Regions from separate parts of the Mus musculus genome. Here region 2 is linked to region 1. A link is a contact called in public Hi-C data. All regions are on one chromosome and are shown on one strand. The core of a region is the stretch at or near the end of the contact, and the rest is flanking DNA. Distances in the headings are between cores, read along the strand shown. Region 1 has its middle 270 kb from the start of Adgrl2. Region 2 overlaps Gm30382 (a long non-coding RNA gene).

The links. Hi-C and Micro-C count contacts between places; a contact is called where the count stands out from the background.
Region 2: a contact with region 1 is called in a Hi-C map of Sertoli cells, with 6 times the contacts expected there. The contact joins two enhancer-like sites. A contact is called at or near these places in 1 of 39 promoter capture datasets (liver) and 2 of 484 Hi-C or Micro-C datasets (Sertoli cells and embryonic stem cells).

Annotation. Positions count from the first base shown.
Region 1 is chr3:148,676,803-148,682,992 of GRCm38.p6, reverse strand. No RefSeq gene overlaps it. Among named protein-coding and RNA genes, the nearest start is that of Adgrl2, 270 kb to the left of the region's middle. Within about 2 kb of position 2,577, at least 16 of the 459 cell types and tissues checked have an H3K27ac peak or open chromatin away from gene starts, as enhancers often do. A contact at or near this core is called in Sertoli cells and liver, where this site is marked.
Region 2 is chr3:149,229,678-149,235,867 of GRCm38.p6, reverse strand. The region is part of intron 2 of Gm30382 (a long non-coding RNA gene); the gene reads left to right. Among named protein-coding and RNA genes, the nearest start is that of Gm1653, 42 kb to the left of the region's middle. Within about 2 kb of position 2,572, at least 40 of the 459 cell types and tissues checked have an H3K27ac peak or open chromatin away from gene starts, as enhancers often do. A contact at or near this core is called in Sertoli cells and liver, where this site is marked.

The DNA.
Region 1 (6,190 bases), core at 1,328-3,827:
TATATACAGATATACATATATATATACACATATACATATATATATATATACACACATATATATATATATCAAACTAAAGGAAAATAATTATAAATGGGGTCAACATACCATTAACCCATGTCTTGTTGTGTGATGTTTAATTAGATCGACACAGAAACCAAGAACAAAACAGAGTGATGATATTGGCCATTCTATGACAGAGTTCTGAGAGAGCTGCCCACATTCCAATAATGAAGGCTGACCCTAATTATTCAGGTTAGCGTCATTACTTGTTTCTGCCCAGATTAACTTCCAATCATTCCACATTAAGAAAAACATGTTTTCTGGCTTGTAAAATCTGGCCAAATAGCTAGTGACCGCAGTATTCCATAACAAAGAGAAGAACTAATGAGCGGCTGTCCAGTTCAGAGAGCGGCAGCTGAGCTGAACAGTACACTCAGCGGTATCTCTGCTGCTTAGTAACATTCCCTAAAAGAAATTAAACTTTTTGTATTCTTGATTTTTAGAAAAATGACAGAAATTGTTGAGTAGTTTTTTGGCCAGATTTTACAAGCCAGAAAACATGCTTTTCTTAATGTGGAATGATTGGAAGTCAATCTGAGCAGAAACAAGTAATGACACTAACCTGAATAGTTAGGGTCGGACTTCATTTTTGAAATGCGGTCAGTTCTTTCAATTCTCTTGGTGCTCCAAGGCTGAAAAAAAAAAAAAAAAAACACTGTAGGATTTGAACTCTGAGCTTAGTAAAAGGTACCCTAACCACCTGCAAATGGGTCCACAATTTAGCCAGAAAAATGCTAATCAGCTGCCCAATATGGTTGCAGGTTATTTTAGGGTGGTCAATTGTTAGTTTTAAGATTTTATTATTAGATTTATTTATCCTTGTTTTTATTTATCTGTTTATTTGTTTATTTATTTGCTGGTTTTGCCTGCTTATACCAATGTGCACCAGATTTGTGTCTGGTATTTGTAGATCTCAGAAGAGATGGGCAAATCTTCAGAAATTAGCTATGGATTATTGTGAGCTGCGATGTGGGTGGTGGGGACTGAGCTAGGGTCCTCTAGAAGAGCAGCCAGGGCTCCTAACCACTGAGTGTCCCCACCCAGAAGTTGACATTTTTCAAAAGCTAATATTTGCAGCTTTTAACTAGCTATTTCTTTATACTAATTATAGTATAGTTCATAGTAATGTTGCCATTTAGTGGAAGGCAGCCTGAGGTGGAATTGTCAGCCTCATTCATTTCTTCAATAAATAGTCAGAGTGTACTTCTTGCTGTGTGGTCTGGGCTAGAGGACAGTTTCTATTCTTTCTAATCCTGCTTTTTGTTAAGTATAAATTTATATGACTCTTCATTACAATTCACTCAGTATGATTCTGATTTTGCTATAGCAATAGAGGGAACATTTCTAGTTTATTTGTAAGAGGTATCTTTTATAATTTGTTGTTGCTTTGTTTCATTTTATTTTATTCATTTTATCTTACTTTATTGAGACAAGTCTGGCCTTGGACTCATTCTGGAGACCAGGGTGGCCTTGGACTCACAGATATCTGACAAACCCTGCCTCCCAAGTTCTGGGATCAAAGGTGTATACCCTCATGTCTGGTTCAAATTATACAGTTGGCTAGCAGTGATTCCACTGGTTTTGTTTGTGGTCCTAGGATTCTGATAGACTCTTTTGATCCTTGGGATCATGTGGGGTGGTGTACACAGATACAGTAAGGGGATGCCCTGCCAGTTTCTCTGGGAAGTTACTTTAAGCTTTCTTATCAAAGCTGGGGCCGAGTGACGTCATTAACAATTGAAAAGTAAATTAAAATGGCAACAGAGCCTCATTTTCAGAACAACACCGGATTTTGTGGCTTTGTTTCCTTCTCATGTTTCTATCCAGACAATTGGAAGTGTGGTTGCCTTAGATTCATACACATAGAACCTAAGACTAATCAGGAAGTGAAGTTCACCAACTAGAGTGCCCTGTGGCCACTTGGCACCCGCCCGTGGTCTCTCAGCAGTCGGAATACTCCTTTAAAGGACTTTAACTTAACCTTGAGATTGCAACCACCCGTTTGTGTTTGGAGCACTGCCATGCGACCTTGGGAAAATCCCGGCTCTAAATAGCAGCAGAAAGGAGACATCATTTCAAGTGCACATAAATGAGGGTTAAATGGACCACTGCACACAAAGTGTTTATCATGGCGCCTCATCTGCGCCTAGAATCCTATTGATAGCTTCTATTTTGTAGGTATATATTCACAAAACCCTCTACCTTCACTTGTCACTGTTCTGCCATTGTTGTCAGTTTAAAATTTAACCCTATCAGCTGGGAGAGATACGAGATAAATACATAGCTTTTGTGAAATATATGAGTATCTGAGTGTTACTGAATTCCCTAATGCATGCAGTTTCTTCTATTTATGAGAACAGAATTTTTCTGTTTTGTATTTTTTAAGACTTTTATAGGTAGAGCCATGCAAATCTTTGTTTTATATTAAGATATATATGGATACAAGACTACAGAGAGATGAATAGCAGAGCCCTGTGTTACTAGAGTGAGTAGGCTTTCTGGAAGGCTGTCATTTGCTAGCTATGTGACCTTGGGGTATTATCGTTTTGTGCCTGTTTATTCATCTGAAAAAAAAGTGGGTGGTGGCATAACAATTTTTTTTTCTCAGTAATGTTACAAAGTCTAAATACTGAAATGTACGTCAAGTTCCTAGAACACACAGTCAATACTTAGTAAATACTGGCTATTACAAACATGACTCATTGTGAATGATTTAAATATAGCTACTGTGTGTGTGTGTGTGTGTGTGTGTGTGTGTGTGTGTGTGTGTGTGTGTGTGCATGTTGAGGCTTAGAATTACAAAGTGCTAAATCAGGAAAATAATATTAGCGCTCGTATTCCATACATTCATCTCTCCCAGTTTTAATAATATATCCAATAACTATCTATGTTCAGCAATAGAGTGTTCAGTCATAGAGATAATGGTGTCAGGTATAAATGGCACAATTAAAAACACTACGGGAGCTAACTTACTCCGAAAGTTGCAATGCGAATATTCCTTCCTAAGAGCCTCATGGATGCACAGCGAGGGAGCATGAGAGCATCTTATTTTATTCCCTGATGGGAATCTATCCACATCAAATATACAGCATCCTTCTGCTGGCGGGCAACCTCTGCTGAGACTCCCGGCCTCATCATCCCGGCCTTTTAGAGACGGAGATAGCTGGGCATTGATTTCAATTTTTAAGGAGTCAATACATTATAAGTGTAAGTTAAAAGGGGAAGGATACCATGTGGTTCTTAGAGATATTTTGGGCTATGTCTAGTTTAAGACTACTAATATTAACACATATTTGGAGCTAAGCTCATGTATTATTGTCAAATGCTATTTCTACGGCATCTAAAGTGTTTCAAAATAGAATTTATGCAGTTTGTTTCAGGACTATGAAATTAATTTGTTCGTTGGTTCATGGAAAAGCCACTCAATAGGCAATCATGCTATGCTAAACACTCTCCTAGGCACAGGGGCACAAAGATGAGAACACGTTTCTGACCTTGGGAGATCTGACTCTGTCAGGACAGAAGGGAAAAGAAAAGAACTTTCAAACAATAGACACGGGGTTAAGTTTATAAGGAAGACCAAGAAGACAGGAGAAAGGTTTCAAATTACAGCCAAGAGCAGGGAGTGGTTTGTATAGGCTTGACCCAGGGAGTGGCACTATTTGGAGGTGTGGCCTTGTTGGAGTAGGTGTGTCACTGTGGGTTGGGACCCTCATCCTAGCTGCCTGGAAGTGAGTATTCTTCTAGCAGCCTTCAGATGAAGATGTTGGACTCAGCTCTTCCTGCACTATGCCTGCCTGGATGCTGCCATGCTCCCGCCTTAATGATAATGGACTGAACTTCTAAACCTGTAAGCCAGCCCAGACGAGCCTTGGTCATGGTGTCTTCACAGCAGTCACACCTTACTTACCTAAGAAAGGGAGTCACTAAAATCTTTTTAAGAGCTGAAACTCGGAGCAGTGGGCTGAGTAAGCTAATTTTGGCTTCTGTTGGACAATGGACTTTGGGCCAGTTGGGGAGAGCAGGTATATCAGGTCTAAGGGGATAATGACATGGGTAGGGAATGGCTGAACTGCTTGTGGAGCAGTGAGTATTCCCCATGAAGGGAACATAATAATCACTTTAGTTTCTTGAGGTGACGCTCTAGTGGCAGAGCACTGTGTAAACATCTGTAAGACCCTAGGGTTAAATCCCAGCACCACAAAACCCGAGAAAATTCCATGCTTCTCTCAGGCTTGGAGAAGCCCAGTTGCTGAGGGTACACTGAAGCATTAGGAGAACCTTGGACTAGAGTAGGATGAGAGGACCCCCTACTGTGAGCTACCCTGGGCAGCAAAAGCAGTCTGCTTAGACGGCTTTCTTCTGTAGAGAGCAAGATAGTGAACCAGACAGATCTGCTGTCCCAACAAGCAGCCATGTCTAGTTCCTGGCTGGGAGGGTTTGCACAGTAGATGTTTATTAGGCCCTGGAAGCTCCTTGAATGGGTACAAAGGGAGCTGTTAAGGGCAGTGAGCTGGCTCGGGCGCAGGGTCTCTAACTAAACTGATGAGTTTGAACTGTGTCCCCAAAGCTTCGGGGAGTCATCATGGCTTTTAAGCAGGGCAATGGCACCATTAGGCTTGAATTTTAAAAGCTCTTGTTGGCCTCTCTAATCTAACTGGACCGCAACTTTGTGTGCCTGAAGGGACCACCATGAGCTTACAGTGTTTTTAAGACTGGTGGTCACTCAGGCTGCCGAAGAGACTGGGGTCGCCACAGCCTTGGAGAGGCCATCTGGGGAGGTCTTAAAGGTGGCTGAAGGAATGTTGCTGGTTGAAGGAGAAGGAGACAGAAGCAGAGCCTGCGGAGAATTCCCTGAGCCTGCCTCAGAAACTGGTAGTGGCACTGTGAGCATGAGGGGGTCAGAGCCAGTACAGGGGAAGAGAAAGGCTGATTTCAGGGGCACTGGGCTTGGTTTTGGGAGCTTTGCTGTAAACATAAGTGGAGACATTTTTGAAACCTGTTGAAGTCTATAATGTAAAATGAAGATCTTCATTATCATAGTTAGCACCAGCTGCCAACTTGAGACAAACTTAGAGACTCCAGGGAAAAGGCATCCTTAGCTGAAGCGCCGCTTCCTTGAGATTGGCCTGTCAGACATTTTTTCCTAATTTTTAATTGGTATTGGAGGGCCTAGCCCACTGTGGGCAGTACTATGCATATGCATATGAACCTGGGCTATATAAGAAAGCTATTTGAGCAAGCCAGGGGATGTGTGTGGCAGAAGCCAGTAAACCTGATCCTTCTATGGTTCTTGCCTGAGTACCTGGCCTTGTTTCTTGGATGATGCACCTGTAAGCGGAATTAAACCTTTCCCCCACCCCCTCCACATTGTTTTCTGTCATGGTATTTATTACATCAACAATAAAGCAAACCAGATCATGAGGCTAAGTATAAAGATTTGCTCTTTCTTCTTTCATGTCATACAGGAGGGTCTGGACCACAGGGAGGACACGTTCTGACAGACATGAAAGTTCACTGTTGCTATGATTTTATTCTTAACGGTGTCAGCTGCCCATGGTCAATGCAGATCTGAAAATACTACAAGGAAAAATTCCAGGAATGAATAGTTCATAAGTTCTAGCTAGCTTTCATTATAATGTATTGTTGTGATTATTGTGTTTTATTATTAGTTATTATAGTTAATCTCTTCTAGTGACTAATTTGAAAATTTACCCTTGTTGTAGGTATGTACAGGAAGAAACTGTGTATAGAATTTTGGACTATATTCTAGAGAGCTGGGAAAGTTTGTTGGGCAAGTAGGGGATTTTCTTTTTTTATTCCGACCTGACACCAAAATTCAGATATACGACAGCTGGGTTTCTTATGGTACATTGCTAGAAACTAAAATGTAAAGAGCAAGGAACTAGAAAGATGGCTCTGTGGTTAAGAGCACTGACTGCTCTTGCAGAGAACCTAGGCTAAATTCCCAGCACCCACATTGCGCCCTGCATCTGTATTTGCTGCTTTCTTTGGCTTCTGTGAGCACCAGGCATTAAGTAGTGCACAGACATACAGGCAAACAAATCACTCATTTGTATAAGATAAAATAAAACTAGTATTTTAAAAAGTGAAGTTCAGTTGCAAT
Region 2 (6,190 bases), core at 1,323-3,822, 550 kb before region 1:
GTTTGCCCAAGGGCTAAGCTAATACAAACATACTTATCCTGCTACAATGTATTTATTTACTGCATTTTCCCTCTCTTTCTCTCCTCCCCCACCCCATCTCCCTCTCCTTCTTCCTCTCCATCTCCCTATCTCCCCCACCTCTCTCTGTCTGTTTGCGTGTGGGCCTGAGAGAACTGGTGTATATGAGTGTGTGTGGTTATATAGTTGTGTGTGTTAAGTAGAGGAGTGCACATGTGTGTGTGGTTATATAGTTGTGTGTGTGTAGATAGATGAATGTATATGTGTGTGTGGTATAGTTATGCGTGTAAGTAGGTCGATGTACATGTAGAGGCCAGTGTTTAATGTCAGTCATCTTCCTCAATCATTTTTCCACCTTAATTTTTTCTGAGAATGGGTCTCTCACTTGGAGAGTCCTTGGAGCTCATGGATTGACTAGAAATACTGGCCAAAACTCCCCAGACATCCACCTGTCTCTGTCTCTCCAATGCAGGGATTTCTGGATCCTGACACCACAGCTGGATTTTTATGTACGTCAGCTCCTCATGTTCATGTAGCCAGAGCCTTACCAACTGACTCATCTCCCTGACTCCTCAGCTTTACCTAATGTACTTTTGGAAGTATTGTTGGTGACCATTTGAGGCATCTCTGGTTTCAACATCTCTAACAAGTTGATGGGTAGACTTTAATGGAATTGAAGTCAAATGTCAAAAACTTTCAATCAGACTTCATTGTGATGGTCCAAAGCCAAATATGAAATCCATATAAAAATGGTAGGTTTGGGGCTGGAGAGATGACTCAGCAGTTAAGAGCACTGACTGCTCTTCCAGAGGGCCTGAGTTCAATTCTCAGCAACCACATGGTGGCTCACAACCATCTGTAATGGGAGCCAATGCTCTCTTCTGGTGTGTCTGAAGACAGCTATAGTGTACTCATATACATAAAATAAATTAATAAATCTAAAAAAAATAACTGAAATATTTTCATTTAAAAAGTTCAAATTGGGGATTTAGTCTGTTGGATATGATTACGGTTACCCAGAGATAGGAGTCTGGCTCTTCCCTTAGAGGCCCAAAGAGAACAAATAACACTGTGTACTGAATGTTTTACACCCAACCCTATGGTTACCTACAGCCTCCTTATCTCAGAGTGCTCCCAATCTGTGTTGTCATTCAAATATATTGACAACCTCTTCCTGCAGATGCTCACAAGTCCCCAATCTTAAACAGCTCGGAGGCAGCCCCACAGGATTTCCCGTGCACATGACCACGTACTTGACTTCAAGATGTATCTGTGGTACCTGTACCAGCCCAGGAAGATCACAGCCTATTCCATTAATAGTGGATGATCATTAATTATCCTCCAAGTGTTTACCCATGAGTCCAAAGCAGTGAAGGTAGAAAAAAATTGTATAGAGAAAGGTACTGATTTTAGCTTTATAAATAGTAGACCCCCATGCAACAAATAGTGTAGATTTTAGTGGTCTTAAATTAGTTCAGTCAACTGTTAACATGCCAGCTTATGGAGAAAGAAGTTTCCTAATTGATCCCTGGCACCTAGCAGGGGTGGCATAGCTTACAAGTTTCTTCAGATAACACTTCTTGATTTCCTAAGAACTGGGCATTACCATGACCCCATTTCACGGAAAATGTTTGTTCAAATGTTTGTCCTTTCAAAATCCATATGTTGAAACTCCTGCTGTGTGGCAATATTAAGAGGTAAGACTTTCGGGGAATGACTAGATCAATTGGGATGCGGGTCCGCGTGAAAAGGCCTGGTGCCTTTGAGAAGGGAAGGGAGGTGTGTGTTCTGTATGAACAAAGCAGGGAGACGCCTTCTGGGAAACAGAAAAGGAACTCTTGCCAAACATTGAATCTGCAGGCACCTTGACCTTGGGCTTCTCCGCCTCCTGCACGATGAGAAACAAACTTCCATTATGTATAAATCACTCACTGGAAGATATTTTTAGAGCCATCTGAAAAGATTAAGAAGACGGGGCGGGGGGGGGGGGGTGGTGCAATCAGAAATATGTAACTAGAGCCAAAATGAGTCATCTTGTAAATACTACAGCAGTTAGGAAGTGGGGAGCTGAGAGTCTTCAGAATAGAGTTGACCCCCATTCTTCCTGGTAATCTAACACCTACCATATTGCCTGGTCTATAGTAAGCACTCAATAAACATCTGTGACAGGATTTAAGTGAACAAGTCTGTCATTGTTGGCTGATACAGAAGGAAAATCCCGTGAATAAAATGGGCTTCTAACTCTATCTGGAAGGACGGGCAGGATTTGTACCGATGGAAAAAATAGAACGATGTACTGACAATGGGAACACAGCAGAAGCCAAACTCTGGAGAGAACCTAAGAAATGGGCTAGAAGAGGACTGTGAGTGAGTTTTCCAGACTAGAGCTGAGAGCGCACAGAGCCAAGCATTAAATCTAAATGTTTCTAGGAAAGGTGGGAAGAGATTTATGTAGAGCCTTAAAAACTGGACTGAGGGCTGTGGGCTTTCTTAGGTAAGTGAACAAGCAGAGGCTGAGAGAGAGGCTTGGAGGAAATGCTGTTTGGGGGAGTTAACCTGGAGCTGGTGGGAGGAAAGGATTCAAGGACAGATGCACGAACAGCTTGAGTGTGGTGAGGAAGTGTGGGAAGGGGATAGAGGCGGTGAGCTCTGGGCTGTGTTAGTGCTGAGGTGAAGGTAGGAAAGCCAGCTGGAGCAGATCTGGAAGAAAGGCTGACCAAGAACTCCAAGTGTTCTAGTATAAAAGACGGAGGTGAAGGGCCCAGAGGAGAGACTAAAACTAGGGCCAATAATGAGCTGTAGCAGGAAGAAAGGATACAACCCACTTCAGAAGGCTCTTGTGTTTTTCTGAGAAGTGTTGTCGTTTGGGTGTTGCCAATGGTGTCCAGTGGACTTGGATTCAATTAGGTATTTCTCAAATGCTTCTTTTTAGTCTAGGATGCACTAGATCTTAAGACAAGGCACAACAAACAGTCTCCTGAAGGTCACAGTTAGCACAGCCCATCTCTGACGTGGTCCGAACATTTCCACCAGCTTCCAGTTGAGGAAAAGCAAGTAAGTATAAAGGCCAGTTTGAGTACAGACTGCCTCATGCTGGTCTTTGGATACTGAACTGGAGGTTAAAGGAGAATCATTCTATAGTATGCTTTCCCAACCACCGAAAAGCTGAAATTAATTAATTAAATAAAATCACTGCTAATGGTGAGCACTGTGTTAGGAGGAACTCAGTCAGCGGCTTCAAATCACTCAGCGCGCTGGCTGAGACGAATGGTAGTGGCTATCAAGATACTTGTCACCGAGCCTGGCAACCTAAGTTGCTCTCAGGACCCAGTTGGTGGAACCTAGGTCTGCAAATTGTCCTCTGAGCTCCCCACCCTCTCACACTGAGTGTGACCTCTTTCCTTCTTCCTTCCTTCCTTTCTTTCTTTCCTTCTTTCTTTCTCTTCCTCTCTCTTTCTTTTCCTTTCTTCCTTCCTCTCTTTTCTTTCTTTCTGTCTGTCTGTCTGTCTGTCTGTCTGTCTGTCTTTTTTCTTTCCTTCCTCCATTCCTTCTTCCTTCCTTTCCTTCCTTCCTTCCTTCCTTCCTTCCTTCCTTCCTTCCTTCCTTCCTTCTTTCCTTCCTTTCCTCTTCCTTTCTTTTCTTTTTTTTTTTTAATTCACCTTAAAACCACTAAGTTGTGGTATATCAAAAGCACATAGCAGTATTGGACCCATTAAGCAGAGTATCTTATTTAACCCTTTTACAACCTCATGAGATAAACACACAAACCCTGCATCTTATAGTGGAAAATAGTTGCCTGGATGACAGAGCCAGTAACTGAGTAGATCCACAGAAAGTCCACGCAACATGACCTTAAAGATTACAGATACATTTATGTTGGCTAAGAAATAAATTTCTATTGGCTCCCCATAACGTTTGCAATGCTCCAAATAGAGTGAGAGGGTTGGGGGAGCACCAACATGGAGTAGGACTAAAGTGACTGTTACTATGAATGCTCTAGGACCTGGAAGGCATAGCTGAGATGCTTCAGAGTCTATCCTTGTTTGTATTGACCACCTGGTACCTAACCTGTGGCCTTGTGCATAGTAAGCAATCAAACATTCAGCAAACATCTGTGGAAGGCTGAAATAGACCTAATGTGTAAGCACAGCTTTTTGAGATTGCAAAACTAAGGACTATCTGCAACAAGCGTGTGGTATCATGAATTTTTGCTTCAGAGCAGACAGTGACAAAGAGCTTGTCCAGGAAGCCATGATGAAGGGAAGAGGATGCAGATGCAGATGCAAGCCCGGTGCTGGCCACAGTACTAGACACAAAGACCTTCCCTTAGTGCACACTGTGCCCTGACCACTAGCTATATTTCCATGGTGATAGCAGGACTGCGGATGCAAGTTCCTCCCCTCCCTTCCAGTCAGGCATCTTCTTTAAGAACAATTCAAGTTGTTCCTTTCCCTAGAAACATCCCTAGGATTTTCTGTTCATTCCTGTGTGCTTCATTGCCTTCAGGGCCAGAGGGCCCACTGAGAGATGAATACCTCTTAGGACCAAGTAGAGTGTGGAGAGTAAAATGTCTGATGGTAGGATGAAGTGGAGAAGGAACGAACCATGGTTTAGCAGGATGGGTCGCTAGCGTTCTAGCACATACCTGGGCACAGTTGGGCTTATTGAAAGAAGGAAGAACTTACAGGTTGCATATTAACCCAGACTTAAGGGGAGTGCTTATGCTATTGAAAAGGAATATTAGGAATGAATCAAAACACATTTCAGAGACAGGAACGTGGTACCGCCCATGTGCTGATGGAAAGGGGCGAGCCAACCCCACAGCTAGCCTGGGAAGAGTCACCCTCTGATGAAAAGTCTAAGCAGAAGTCTCAAGGGGTAAGGATTCTCTCTCTGGTCCTCTGTGGTAATCCAGAAACTTGTCATGAGTTTAGGAGGGAGTAGAGAGACTGTAAATAAGGCATTTTAAATATCGTCTTCATGTGTATACTTCCTCGTCTCTACATGCACATGTCCATGCAATACCATCAGAAGGCTGGTGAGGCCCTAGAAACAAAGTTACCAATGCTCAGGAAGCTACCCAGTGTGGATGCTGGGAACCAAACTCCAGTCGCCTGCAGGAGCAGCCAGTGCTCTTAACCACTGAGCTGTGTTTCCAGACACCATAATGTATTCGTTTTAAGGAAAGAGGTAAGCCCACCTTTACTCAAGCTGAGGCTCATACAATGATCGATGAATCAAAAAACTGGGAACTCACTTGTACCTTTGGGAGCATAAAACACTAAATGGGATAAAAATGGAGAGGGAAGAGTCTAGATGCCACTGTCCTTAATGCCCAGCACAAATGCCAAGGGGTACTGCTTTAGGTTAGGCCTAAGACTCAGGTCCAGAATGAACCTGCGTCAGTTGCTAATTTTATTTCTTCTCCTCCTCTCCTCTCGCTTACCCACCCTCCCCTTTCAGACAGTAGCCCAGTTTCTGTATGTGACCTTGAACTTCTGATCGTCTTCTGTCTCCTCATCCTGGGATGTCAGGCTCAAGCTGCATTGACTAACTAAACTGTTTGGTTTGGTTGGTTTTTGTTATTGTTGTTTTGTTTGGTTTCTAATCTATGGTTCTCAGAATCATACCCCACATTAGCGACACTTTGCTTAGATTACATCTGAGAATATTCGGGAATTGGCAAGAGTTAAGTGAGGCCACCATTATGTAAAGTGTTTTCAAAGATTAGCCAATCAAGTGCAAGTTCTTCTTAAAGACTTTATTAATTTGAATACTGGCTGAGTGTTGTCAAGTTTTATTCAATGACAAGAGTATGCATCTAAGGACCTCCCCCCTGTTTTCACGCTACAATGAGGTTTGTGGGTTCAGTCATTCTGCATCTCTGGGTGGGTTTTACAAGGCTTAAAATAGCTGCTGTTGAGCTGTTGTTTTGCCTTCGAGTTCCCTGAGTGTGTACACTGAAGAAAAGGCATAATTCTGAGGACTGACACTCGGTTCCAAGACGTGCTGAAGGGTGTGGCTTTCCCAGCGATTGTCCAGGTTTCTTTGACAGGACCAGACAGAAGCCACAAAGGGAGTGGGTTTTTAATTAAATATTTCTTTGGTTATTCAGTCTTTTTAAAATGAAAATTCAGTTGGTAACCACTCAAACTGAGTGCCTCCATCTTTG